4 separate regions of the Sus scrofa genome follow, and all the other regions are linked to region 2. The links are chromatin contacts, called in public HiChIP or PLAC-seq maps. All regions are on one chromosome and are shown on one strand. Each heading gives the region's core, a stretch centred on a gene start, on an enhancer-like site or on the middle of the called end of the contact. The rest is flanking DNA. Distances are from core to core; before and after follow the strand shown.

What was found. HiChIP or PLAC-seq counts read pairs in DNA pulled down with a chosen protein or histone mark.
Region 1: an H3K27ac HiChIP or PLAC-seq map of alveolar macrophages shows a contact between it and region 2. The contact joins two enhancer-like sites. A contact is called at or near these places in 1 of 47 Hi-C or Micro-C datasets (skeletal muscle) and 1 of 2 datasets of contacts at active chromatin or transcription factors (alveolar macrophages).
Region 3: a contact with region 2 is called in an H3K27ac HiChIP or PLAC-seq map of alveolar macrophages. The contact joins two enhancer-like sites. A contact is called at or near these places in 2 of 47 Hi-C or Micro-C datasets (liver and skeletal muscle) and 2 of 2 datasets of contacts at active chromatin or transcription factors (alveolar macrophages and skeletal muscle).
Region 4: an H3K27ac HiChIP or PLAC-seq map of alveolar macrophages shows a contact between it and region 2. The contact joins two enhancer-like sites. A contact is called at or near these places in 2 of 2 datasets of contacts at active chromatin or transcription factors (alveolar macrophages and skeletal muscle).

What each region holds. Positions count from the first base shown.
Region 1 is chr3:94,397,786-94,400,618 of Sscrofa11.1, forward strand. All of the region lies in intron 12 of PRKCE (protein kinase C epsilon type), which reads right to left. Among named protein-coding and RNA genes, the nearest start is that of EPAS1, 150 kb to the left of the region's middle. Within about 2 kb of position 1,441, at least 2 of the 83 cell types and tissues checked have an H3K27ac peak or open chromatin away from gene starts, as enhancers often do. A contact at or near this core is called in alveolar macrophages, where this site is marked.
Region 2 is chr3:94,234,656-94,237,355 of Sscrofa11.1, forward strand. All of the region lies in intron 1 of EPAS1 (endothelial PAS domain protein 1), which reads right to left. Among named protein-coding and RNA genes, the nearest start is that of EPAS1, 18 kb to the right of the region's middle. Within about 2 kb of position 1,261, at least 42 of the 83 cell types and tissues checked have an H3K27ac peak or open chromatin away from gene starts, as enhancers often do. A contact at or near this core is called in alveolar macrophages, where this site is marked.
Region 3 is chr3:94,479,267-94,481,967 of Sscrofa11.1, forward strand. All of the region lies in intron 11 of PRKCE (protein kinase C epsilon type), which reads right to left. Among named protein-coding and RNA genes, the nearest start is that of EPAS1, 230 kb to the left of the region's middle. Within about 2 kb of position 1,310, at least 7 of the 83 cell types and tissues checked have an H3K27ac peak or open chromatin away from gene starts, as enhancers often do. A contact at or near this core is called in alveolar macrophages, where this site is marked.
Region 4 is chr3:94,420,531-94,423,285 of Sscrofa11.1, forward strand. All of the region lies in intron 12 of PRKCE (protein kinase C epsilon type), which reads right to left. Among named protein-coding and RNA genes, the nearest start is that of EPAS1, 170 kb to the left of the region's middle. Within about 2 kb of position 1,376, at least 1 of the 83 cell types and tissues checked has an H3K27ac peak or open chromatin away from gene starts, as enhancers often do. A contact at or near this core is called in alveolar macrophages, where this site is marked.

The DNA.
Region 1 (2,833 bases), core at 191-2,690, 160 kb after region 2:
CCATGCGTTCAAGAGCAAGACCCTCTGCCCCCTCAAGATTTCGGCAAAAGCTGGTGATTTGCTGTTATCCTTCATCCCAGCTTTCTCTGCGGCAGCACCTCCTGTTACTCCCAGGAGGGCCATGTCGCTCAAACATGACCCTACGCCAGATAGGACGGCAAGCAAGAAGCCTAGGAGACTGCACCTCCTGCCTCTCCAGCAAAGAGAAAAGCACACTCTGCTTTCAGAGCCAAGACAATGCTCCAATGCAGTGTCGATACCTGACCATCCATGAGAATATTTCACTCTGGGCTGGTGTGCAGAGAAAGACTTCTCCAAGTCTTTTCATAGGAAACGTCTAATCATTTAGGAACAAACTCATAACGACCATTTTTTTTTTTTCCAAATGCCTTTTTTTTTTTTTTTTTTTTTGTATACCAGGCTTAGGGTTAAATCTTTTATATGCCATATCTCATCTAATCTCACAAAGAGCCTAGGATCTGGTAAGACAATTATTCTCCCCATTTTAAAGTGGAAGAAGAGGGTTCCCAGGGGTGACTGACCTGGCCCAGAACACATTGGTGGTGAGTGACAAAGTGGGTGCTACCTGACATCAACTCCCATGTTTGTAATCACTTTGCTATGTTGCTTGGGGAAGGAAAAAAAAAGCACTGTATCCACACGCTTGTCCTTTGGTAGGATCGCAAACATAGTTGTTGCTCTTGGAGTGGTAGTTGCTTTTCCACTGATAGCAACATAGTTATAAGATGTAACTGATAAGCTAGACACTACTGTTTTGACCAAAGAGATGACCCCTTGTCTGAAGAGAGCAGGCTCCCAGCTACTACCCCAGACAGCTGGAAACCTGAGGTGTAAAACAGCATGCCTGTTCACAGCCAAAATAAATAGCCTGGGGCTGTACCTGGCTCTTGGACTTGGAATCACTGCAGAATAATGTATCTGAGGGCATGATTCTCCAATTACTTTTTTTTTTTTAATCCGAGGTAATGAAAGCAAATTCTTATTCTGAATACTCATGGAGAATACCCTGACCTCCACTGATGGGAAACAGGTCTTGACCTGTGTCCCCAGGAAGTGGGATGAGCTGCCCTGACCATCATGACACTTACACCCAGTCCCCCTATTCCTCTCCAGTCCATCAGTCAACTGGCTCTCTGAAATGGCTCTGTGGGGTTCACTGCACAGCCCAGAACCAAGGACAATGGTGACCTCAAGACAACTGTGTCTCTCATCTTTACTTGTCCTCAAATACGAGATACTGTGGCTGGAGGAATTAATCCCCAAGGACCCTTCTCATCTCAGATCCTGGGAGGCCAAGGCAGCTGAAGCCCATGAAGCTTGAACTTGCAATCATGGCTGTTGCACACCAAATGCTTCCCTTTTACATGCTGGGGCAAACTTCTGCCAGGAGATGTGTTACACAATATATAAATCAGATGATGTTCTCCTCCTCCTTGCGTTTTTCAGTGGCGCCCCATGAACTTGCTTCCTTCCATGGCACAAGAGACCCTTTGTGGACTCTCTCATCACCAGCCTCGCCTTGTCATCTCCTCCCTTATCACATCCCCTCAAAATCCAGACCTGGGGTGGGTGGGTGGTTCCCAGATGTGTGGGACTGTCTCCTGCCTCGATGTCTCACACAGGCCCCCTGGGGTATGTGTCTTTCATACTGGCCCACTCCCCCAGCACCTGATGCAGCCTAGCTTTGCAATACCTGTTGGTCAAATGGATGAAAGAGTATAGAAGTGAATCTGTGGGTCATGGCCCTTGGCAGCCAAATGACCTTATTCTCAGATAACATAAGAACTACTAAAACATGTTATTATTAAGGACCCTGAGGGCCAGAACCATCAGAGGCAGCGGCAATCTAATGTTCTCTTGCATCTCCTAATCCCTTCTCTGGTTATACTCAGGAAGAACCCTCTGCCAACCAGCAACCCCCAAGGCAGTCAGAACAGCATCCAAGCACCTTACTCTGGCCCCAGGCTGACCCTCCACCCTCTCAGTTAGTGCCACCTTCCCCTCTGTCCAGCCGCAGGGGTGTCTGACGGTTCCTCAAGATCCCTGGGCACGTTCCTGCCTTGAGACCTTTGCCACATTGCTGTTCCCTCTCTCCGGAGAACAGACTCCTTGTCCCATTCCAATCCACTGCCTCCATCCCCTTTCCTCAAAGATGTCTCTTTCTCGGCCACCCTGTCTAAAGCACCCCACCATCCCACGGTAAAGGAAGGAGCAACACCTCCAACCCCTCCTTTAATCCCAGTCTCGTCAGTTATTTCCTTCGCAGCAATGATCACGATTTGCAATTATTGGCTTGTATATGTCCTTGAGTTTACAGTTTCCCTACCACGAACTCCATGAGAACTAACCTCTTTGTGTTCACACACAAGCCTGGTCCCCAGAGCTCTGCAAAGTGCCTGGCACCCAAGGTCTGCTCAGGGTCTGGATGGGAAAATAGGCAGCACCTGTATTAAGCCCCTTCTAATGACAGTCTAATTAATGGCATCATTGCAACTCCTAATACATCCTACTTGGCCCTGCGGCATAATGTTCCATGATATTTACTGACTTGCCACTTGGGGTCTGCCTTCGTGCTTGGCCTTGAGGATGCAAGAGAGGACACAGTCCCTGTCCTCAAGGATGGGTCTGGAGAGAGAGGTGGACCCATGTCCAGACTACGTGGGATGGTAAGTGTAAGTTCTATACCGGAGGGACAAACAGGACACTGCGACTGTCCTTAGAAGGCAAGGGCGGCTGATCTTGCCTTTTTTGGGCCCAGCGACTTGCAGTTCAAATCCAGCCAGCATTCTGTCAGCATAGAAGGGCCACTCCA
Region 2 (2,700 bases), core at 11-2,510:
CAGAAACATGGTAGCGACAGCATATTTATTTCAGCTAAAAAAATCTGGCTTTATCTTCCACCTGCTACAAATCTGAAGGGCACTATAGATGCACTCACGTTTTCCATATCATAAATACAAGACTGTGTAAAGAAGGAAGGGTGCCTTTTAAAAGGTACACACGGTGACAAAATTTCAAGAGGGTGATCCCCAATTAAGATTTAAAATGAAGCTTATTTGAATTCTTGGGCACAGGAAGACAGGACTGAAGAAAAACCCGTTCTTCTGAAAAACTTGTTCTTCTGGCTAGTGGCTCCTGGCTCAAAGCAGACACACACTGGGAGATGATCTTCCCCAAAGAGGACGCCCAGGCCGGCCCTGACCGCCCTCCTCTATGTCATCACGTGAATTACTCTGAGCCTCCAGAAAGGCCTACATGGGTGCAAAAGCTTTTCATCTGTACTTATTTCTGGGACACCAGAGCTACCGCATTGGTCAGGCGTAGGCAGAGATGCTGCTTTCCAAGTTCGAGAACATCTCTGGCCTGGTGAGAGCTTGTTTTCTGAAGTTGAACGGGAATGAATAGGAGTTGCATTATGATCATCTGTTAAGTGGAACTACACGCAGCTGTATTAAATCTATGTCTTGTTTAGAGCAAGAGAGAATACTGATAGGTCACTGTATAGAAAATGCATTTTTACGAGAGCACAGAGTAGGATTATAATCTGTAATTACATGTCCATATTTGCTGTACGGAAGAAAGTTATGTTCCCCAAAGTGTTAACAGTGGTTATCTCTGGATGGTGGAATTCTGGTGACTTTTATTTTTACTCGATGCCTTCCTATAGCATAACTTTTCACAGGGAACGTGTATACTTTCTACCATCAGAAGAAAACAACTACCCTAAACATAATTTTACGGGAGAGACAACTTATGGGGTCTGGGCTGTGTGTGTATGTGTGTTTGGGGGCGGTGTGTGTATGCACACATGTGCTTGCATCGTCTCCCTAACCACCCCTATGCTAAAATCTCCCTCCAAGCAATCTGGGGAGCACCGCCCTCCTCCCTGGGGGCCCAGGCACCCCTGGGTGACGTCTGCACATCCCTGCCCTCCCTCCACATCCTGCTCTCCGTCCAGCCGCGTCAGGGAGCTGCCCCCGCACCGGGGGCAGCCATTCAAGAAGCAAGGAAATATTATGCAAGAGCACAGGAAGTCAGAGGAGACAGGATTCTGGGCAGGCCTGGCAAGGAGTCTGTGTGAACTCCACTGAACAAGCGGACTTTGCTCAGCGGGGCCGCAGCCAGCAGAAAGCCTTCCCAGGGCAGCAAGGGAGAGCCGTCCACCTCAGGTCTCTGGCCAGTGGGCGGCCATCCAGAACTTGATGTACCTGATGTAACGCAGATAAACCCAAGTCCCAGTATTTCTACTTTTTTGGCTCAGGTTCAAGGTGACTCCCCAGCGCTCATGCACGGTGACTCACCTCTGATCCACACGGCTCTCCCCCTCCCCCCAAATATGACAGGACTCCATTCAGCAGTTCTTAAGCCTGTTCCTCTCAAGGCCACCAGCTTTCTAGTTCAGTCCTCTCGTTGGCCGTCTCAGATGGAAGGACTCAGTACTTTCAGCAAGTCTGTGTCCACGATGTCATGATGGGACAACCCTGGGGATGTTCATTCATATACACACCCATAAACAAACACACATGTGGATAGGGATGCCAGAAGTATGGCCCCTTCTTTTGCAGTAGCTGATGTTTTCCCAGTCCCAATCCAGCTAGCAGGACAGGGATTTACAGCAGCAGCCATCTGACAGATGTAGAAACTGAGGCTCAGAGGAAGAGCATGACAGCTGCAGCGTGATGCCATCAGAGTGGGGAGCCAGGCCTCCTGGTTAAAGGTGCTCGCACTCACCCCAGCAGCCCACCTTCTTCTTCCCTGGCATTGGGAGATGAGACACAGCTCCACCTGCTAACACAACTGCTCCCTTTGTGGACAGCGCTGGGCAGCACACATGTGTCCCACCTTAACCCACTTCCTCCTTAAAGGTGGTCCTGCTGTGGTCAGGGACGTGAGGGAAGCCCCTGCTCCCTGGCATCATGCCCTGCCGAGTAATGACTCCCAAGTCTCTGCCCTAATCCACTTCAACAGAACCTCCGCTTGGGGGAAATTACAGGGGAACTGGGGAGGCTTTCTCCAGACCCCCACCGATCACCTTTAACTTCCTTCCCTCAGCACCTGCACACAGGAGTCAGGACCAGGCTTCACTTCACAAGGGAACTGGAACCCTGGGAGGGATCTTTGAGCTTATCTGGTCTGGTTCCTACCTCCTCCCCTGTTTTAAAGATGGAGAAACAGAAGCCAAAGGCCACCAGGTGGCAAGTGGCGAGCACTCCTCTTTCCATTTCACCAGGCCACAGGAATTCCACTAGACATATAACAGGACATGTCCCAAGCAGAAGGGGCCTATATGTAAGTGGTGGGATAGACAGGACCAGGCAGAAAAGGAACTGAGGTCCCGGGACCCCTCTACTCTCCTCTGCCTCTGGCAGGAGCAGGCAGTGGATTGTGACATACGGAACCCGCCACATAGGGAACGACACCCACCCAGTCACTGCCCCTGGCCTGACAATTGCTAATTGTGGTGAAGACCGACAGTGGCATTCTCCTGGGACTCTGCTGTGCATTTCCAGTCGCCACTGACACACAATGGCCCCTACTCC
Region 3 (2,701 bases), core at 60-2,559, 240 kb after region 2:
CTAGAATTCTCAACCACAGCTTGGAAAACATAGAGGCAGATTCTGCCATTTCTCCAATCGTTAGTGATTTATAGTAAGCGGGGCCTCTCAGTGTGGGATTCTCACCACAGTCTGTGATTGTCCCTAGAAGCCCTAAATCAGTGCTTCTCAACCTGCCAGGGCCCCACCCACACGGATTTGGTTATAACCGAATAGGGAGTGAGGCCACTAGGGGGTATGTTTGTAAAGTAGCCCCTGTGATTCTAACCTGAAGCCAGAAGAGACAACACTGTTCAAAGGTATTCGAAGCGCACAGCCACCTGTCTGCCCTGCGATTACTCTCGTATGTAACTAAATTGCAGTCGAATTAAAGTTCACGCCTGGTATTTCCTGCTTCCCACCTGCCTTCTTTCCCATGGAAACCTCTCCCTGAAATGCCTGTAACTCCCTAGTCCTTCCAGATAAATCCTCATTCAGCTCAGTTCGTATTCCCTGGGCCACCACTGAAAGCCAGACTCTGTGTGAGGCTCAGATGCCCGAGACACAGGACCTGCCCTCAGGGAGCTTCCAGATGTGGTGAAGAAGTCAGACTTTCCTGAAATATCAGCCCAGATCAGATGTCCTAGCCTCAAGAGGTTAAAAAAATGGCCATCTTAGAAATGACACCAGCTTGTAAGCCTAAAAGCCCAGAAGCACAACCAATTCAAGTGGAAGATGAAGCAAGCTAGGCTCTGCCGTGGAGACCCATCAAGAACCCTAATGATAGGAGATGGTGGTTGGGACCCCAAACCTCTTCCTCTGATGTCAGCAGTGAACAGGAGCCACAGAGGGAACTATCAAGCAGAGACATAGGGTCTAATCAAGGCAGTCAGGACTGCCATCCTTAACTATTTCTTGAATCAATAATAAATAAGGAAAGAGATACTTTAAAGAGGAAAGCTGAACTAATCCAGAGATGCAACTTAGACCCTGGGAGCGAAGCTGGTATTATTTATCTATTGTTTAAAAAAAAATTTAACATGAACGAACCCATCGTACAGCCAAAGAAACATGATCAGTAGAGACAAAAGGGACAGCCTGGGTGGAGGTTTATTTGAGGAGGTCTTTCTTCCTACAGCCAGGTAAGCAGTCTGAGGAGGGCACGGGCATCATTTCCATGTCTGTGGGGATACGACTGGGACTCAGGGAAGAGTCCCTTGGGACGTCCTTCACATTACGCTTGGCTTCTATGTCGTGTCGCAAGCCCAGTGGCAGAATTTGGAGATGTCAGGCCTTCTGTTCATTTTTTTTTTTTTTAAATTCACTGTGACTCATAAGACTGTTGTTTATTTAGCAACAGTCTCTTGGAACATCAGCATGGGGACCTGAGGCTCTGCGGAGGCGAGGGCGAGGATGAAAAGGAAGCAGTGGCAGAGCTGAAAACTGGTTTCCAAGCTCCCTGGAACTGCTGCTCTCCAGAAGGGAAGGTGTAAGAGGCACGGAGAAACTGGTAGAAGGTGGGAGAGCAAGAAATGGCAAACTTGAAGAGAACAGTAATAAATATCCTAGCCTGGTATAAGACTTCACATTATTCATTCACTGAATCCTCAAAAGTAGCCTTATCAACTATTGTCATCTTCAACGTGAAGTTAGGCCGCTTAACCAAAATCACACAGCCAGCTAAAATGGAGATGGGATTGAAACCAAGGCGGTGACCTTACTACCACACTAAAATGCCTGTGAACAGCAGATAGGATGCCTGAGGAACTGGAAGAAAAAAATGGCACTTGAAAGACACTTTCTGAATCTGACCTAAAAGCCAGGAGCCATGCTGGCCTTGCAAATGTTGATGAGTAAGATCGAGGTCCCCAGACTTGAAGACATTGGCAGTTCCTGCAATGAAGAGGAGGAAAATTCAAAAAGGAAATCAGCATTTCAAAAGCAAATCAAAACAAACTGTCTATTTTTGTCAATCCAATGTTTGGAGTCGGTAGAGCTTTGTTTATCATTATAAAGCATGGCTAAGCCTGGAAGTTTGATGTAACAGAACAAGAATGTTACAGGGAATGATCTGGACAGAGCGTTGAGGGTGAGGGTATATGTTTGGAAGGGGGGAATGTTATCACTATGCCTTCATTTCATCTTTCCAGACATTTAACACCCTATCACCCAGGACCGAGACGAGTACTGGGGAACACTTGAGAGGCATCAGTATTTGTGAGCCGAAGCAGTTTTCCAGCCATTTCCAAAGCCGGTTCCCTTTAAGTTCCCACAAGGCTTGGGAGCTAACAGTAGTTTGAACTGTTGGCCTGCAAGGTATCCTGCCCATTGGTAAGTAAACATGCGGTGAGGACAAATGGTTTTTATACAGCTCTTCATTGTACAGTGATCCGATCAGGGGCAGCTTTTCTTTCCCCTAGTTTAGATTTCCTTTATTCAAATATCACACTAAAAATTCCCCATCCCACTTTGCCAAGACACAACATTCGCTCCCTCGTCTGGGAACTTCAGTAATTTGGCAATTGCTGCCAGTGTGTTTTTTCAAAAAGAATGTTAAATGCTATGTAGCCTCTTCCATTTTCTTTTCTCAAAACTGTACCAAGAGTATAATTGGCTTATAAAGAAGATAAATATAGAGGAAGGGCCCCCATCCAGCCAGTACCACACCCAACCGCCCTCCTTAACTTCCCAGCTGACACTAAACAGGAAAGAAAGAAGCTGGTGTGACTTAGTCACCGCGCCA
Region 4 (2,755 bases), core at 126-2,625, 190 kb after region 2:
ACTGTGGGTTGTAGTTGCCGAGCAGTTCACTGCCACGAGAGCACACTGCTCTCTGAGAAGTCCTAAAAGGCAGCTCTCATTGGACATTCTCCATCTGCAGAAACGTGCCCACCTGCCAAACAGGGATATCCTCCCTGAAGCAGGCTTACCTCCTACATAGCCCTGCGCTAGGCACCTTGGAGGATCCGAGGGGAGGACAGATCATGTTCCTGGACCTCCAAGGCTAATGATTTAATTGGGGAGACAAAACTAACAGGCGTGAACCATTTCGGGACCAAGCAAGGAGTACACCCTACTCACATTCTGAAATCCCATAAGCCGCCAGGTGGATGAAGGCTCACTCATTCACCTTTTGGGGAAAATCTCACCCTGATTCTCCTGCCCCTGTTACTATTATACAGCAAGTTCTCTCTCTGTGTAACTTTAGGCCTTTGGTTCCTAATAGTAAGGAATTTTATTTGCCTTATGTTGAAAAGACAAACAAAGATGAAGACTTACATACAAAGATAAAAGAAAAGAAGGCAAACAATGGGAAAACGCTCTCTGAGATGGACTCCCCAGGGTACCCTCTATGATGGGGTGCTAATTACAGAGGGGCAAAGGAGCCTGTGTCTGATTCCAAGTTGGCTCTAAATATAGTTCTGTATCTTGCTTCCATCGAAAACACTGATTTATAATTCAGACAAACACATGAACAGATCTTGGGAGCTTTGAAGTCAGTGCTAAAGCACATATAGATAGCTCCCAAATCTGGCCTCATGCATGCAAGGCTATACCTCCCATTGATGGTCAAATGTAGGTAAACAAAGGCGCCTTCGCTAATAAAGGATGCCCACTGGGGAATTCCATGGCATCTGCAGAAAGGTGGCATTTCTGGATTCCTTACACCCCTCAGCTTCTTCTTCCAGCCATGTGCTCAGGGCCTCAGGTCTCTAAACAAGACACACTGGTGGCCATTTCTCACCAGGAGTTGGGATCTAATGAGGTGTGCATTTCTTATGTGACAACTAAGTTAGGTGTTCAGACTCTCATCAACAGCACACACCTCCACTACACCTCATAGGAACCTGGCAAGGATGGGAAGCAGAGGCTGGGAACAGGATTGTTTGAGAAAGTGTACAAGGTTGGGGGTGAAAGTCCAAGGTAACTAGCTGAGCTTGAAAACTTTATTCTGCTTTGGGCAGTTGACAACTTGTGAAATAATACTGCTCTGATCCTTAAGGCAGACACAGAAATTTCCTTTAGACAGAACTAGCTTTTCCCATATTTAGTTTGATGCTGTCCAACATACCCACCACCACTGTAAAACAGAGCCAAGCACTATGGGATTCTTCTGTGCAGGCACTTCTCCTGCCCATCTGGGTCCAAAGGCCCAGCTTGGTATTGTTCAGATATTACAAATATGTCTGGGGAGTGAAGACAGAGGCAGTGATTCATTCTCATTAAATAAGAACTGCAAATTCAGGAAACAAAAATACAAGAGAAAAATAAGGAAGTAAAGGAAAATGAATAACTAGCATTACCTAGAATATTGCTGAGGAGAAAACTGCAGAGATGAAGCACAATCACCTGCCTGGGATCCCCACTACAGCAGGACCAAAGAATATGCAGCTGGTGTTCCATCAGGATCTATTGTTTTATGATGGATGTGAGAAGGGTGGCTACCATCACGTTGTCCCTGATGCCTGCACCAGTCAGGAATCCCTTTTTGCCCTAGAGATGACCTTCCCCAGGGCTGAGAGGGAACTCCCTATGTGAAGCATGCTAGGAAGTAGCCCTGCCTCCTTTCCCCACTGCCAAATCTACCTGAAGAGATTTGTTCTTATGATTCAAGACATCTCCTCTGCTAATGTTTAAATCCTTCTACACACCCATTAAGTCTTGCCTAGAGTTTCCAGCTCAAAAAGGTATACTGAGGCACAGTAAGCATCTTATTTAGAAAGAGAGATGCGATGACAATTGATAATAATAATAGTCATGATGTGGGCACCTGCTGGGTCCTTACCATCTTCTTCAAGGAAGGTAGTAATATAAACATTTTGTAGGTAAGGACACTGGGACTTAGAGAGGTTAAGAAATTTCTCATCTCTAAGTGTGTCATTGGTAATGAGGTTAAGAAATTCCTTGTCTGTAATCCCAGATGAGTCTGGGATTCAAGTATGGGGCTGTCTGACTTCAGAGTTCTATGATTAACTGTGGACTGCAGATCAAACAGGCCAAGTGAGCCTATTTGCATAAGTGACCACATATACAAAAAAAAAAAAAAAAAAAAACCTCAGCCCATAACCATATGTCTGTCTATTTAGGGCAATTATTCTCAGCTGAGATGCAGTGATGGAAGTGGGGTGTCCAGGTCAGCTGTGAGGTCTATGAAGTAATTCAGTAGGACCAATACAGTAATTATGGAAATGGTTAATATCTAGTGCTCACCACCACACCAAATACCTTGTGAAGTGCTTTGATGCATGGCCCTAGGTAAGCCCAACAAACTCCTTATGAAGGGGGTATTATGACCATGGTTCATAAGTCCTAGAACATCTTTCCTTTTCTTTATGTTAACAATTTTGAAGTTAAGATGCACCTTACAATTGGCAATTTTTCTTTTTAGTAAAAAAGCAACAAAAAGGGTGGGGGAGGAAAAGAGAACAAATGTAACAAACAAAAAAATGGTTACAAAATGGTAGCTATTATGCCACTGATCCTGATAATCATTTCACACATAATGCACTATATACACCAAATAAAAGACAGAAAC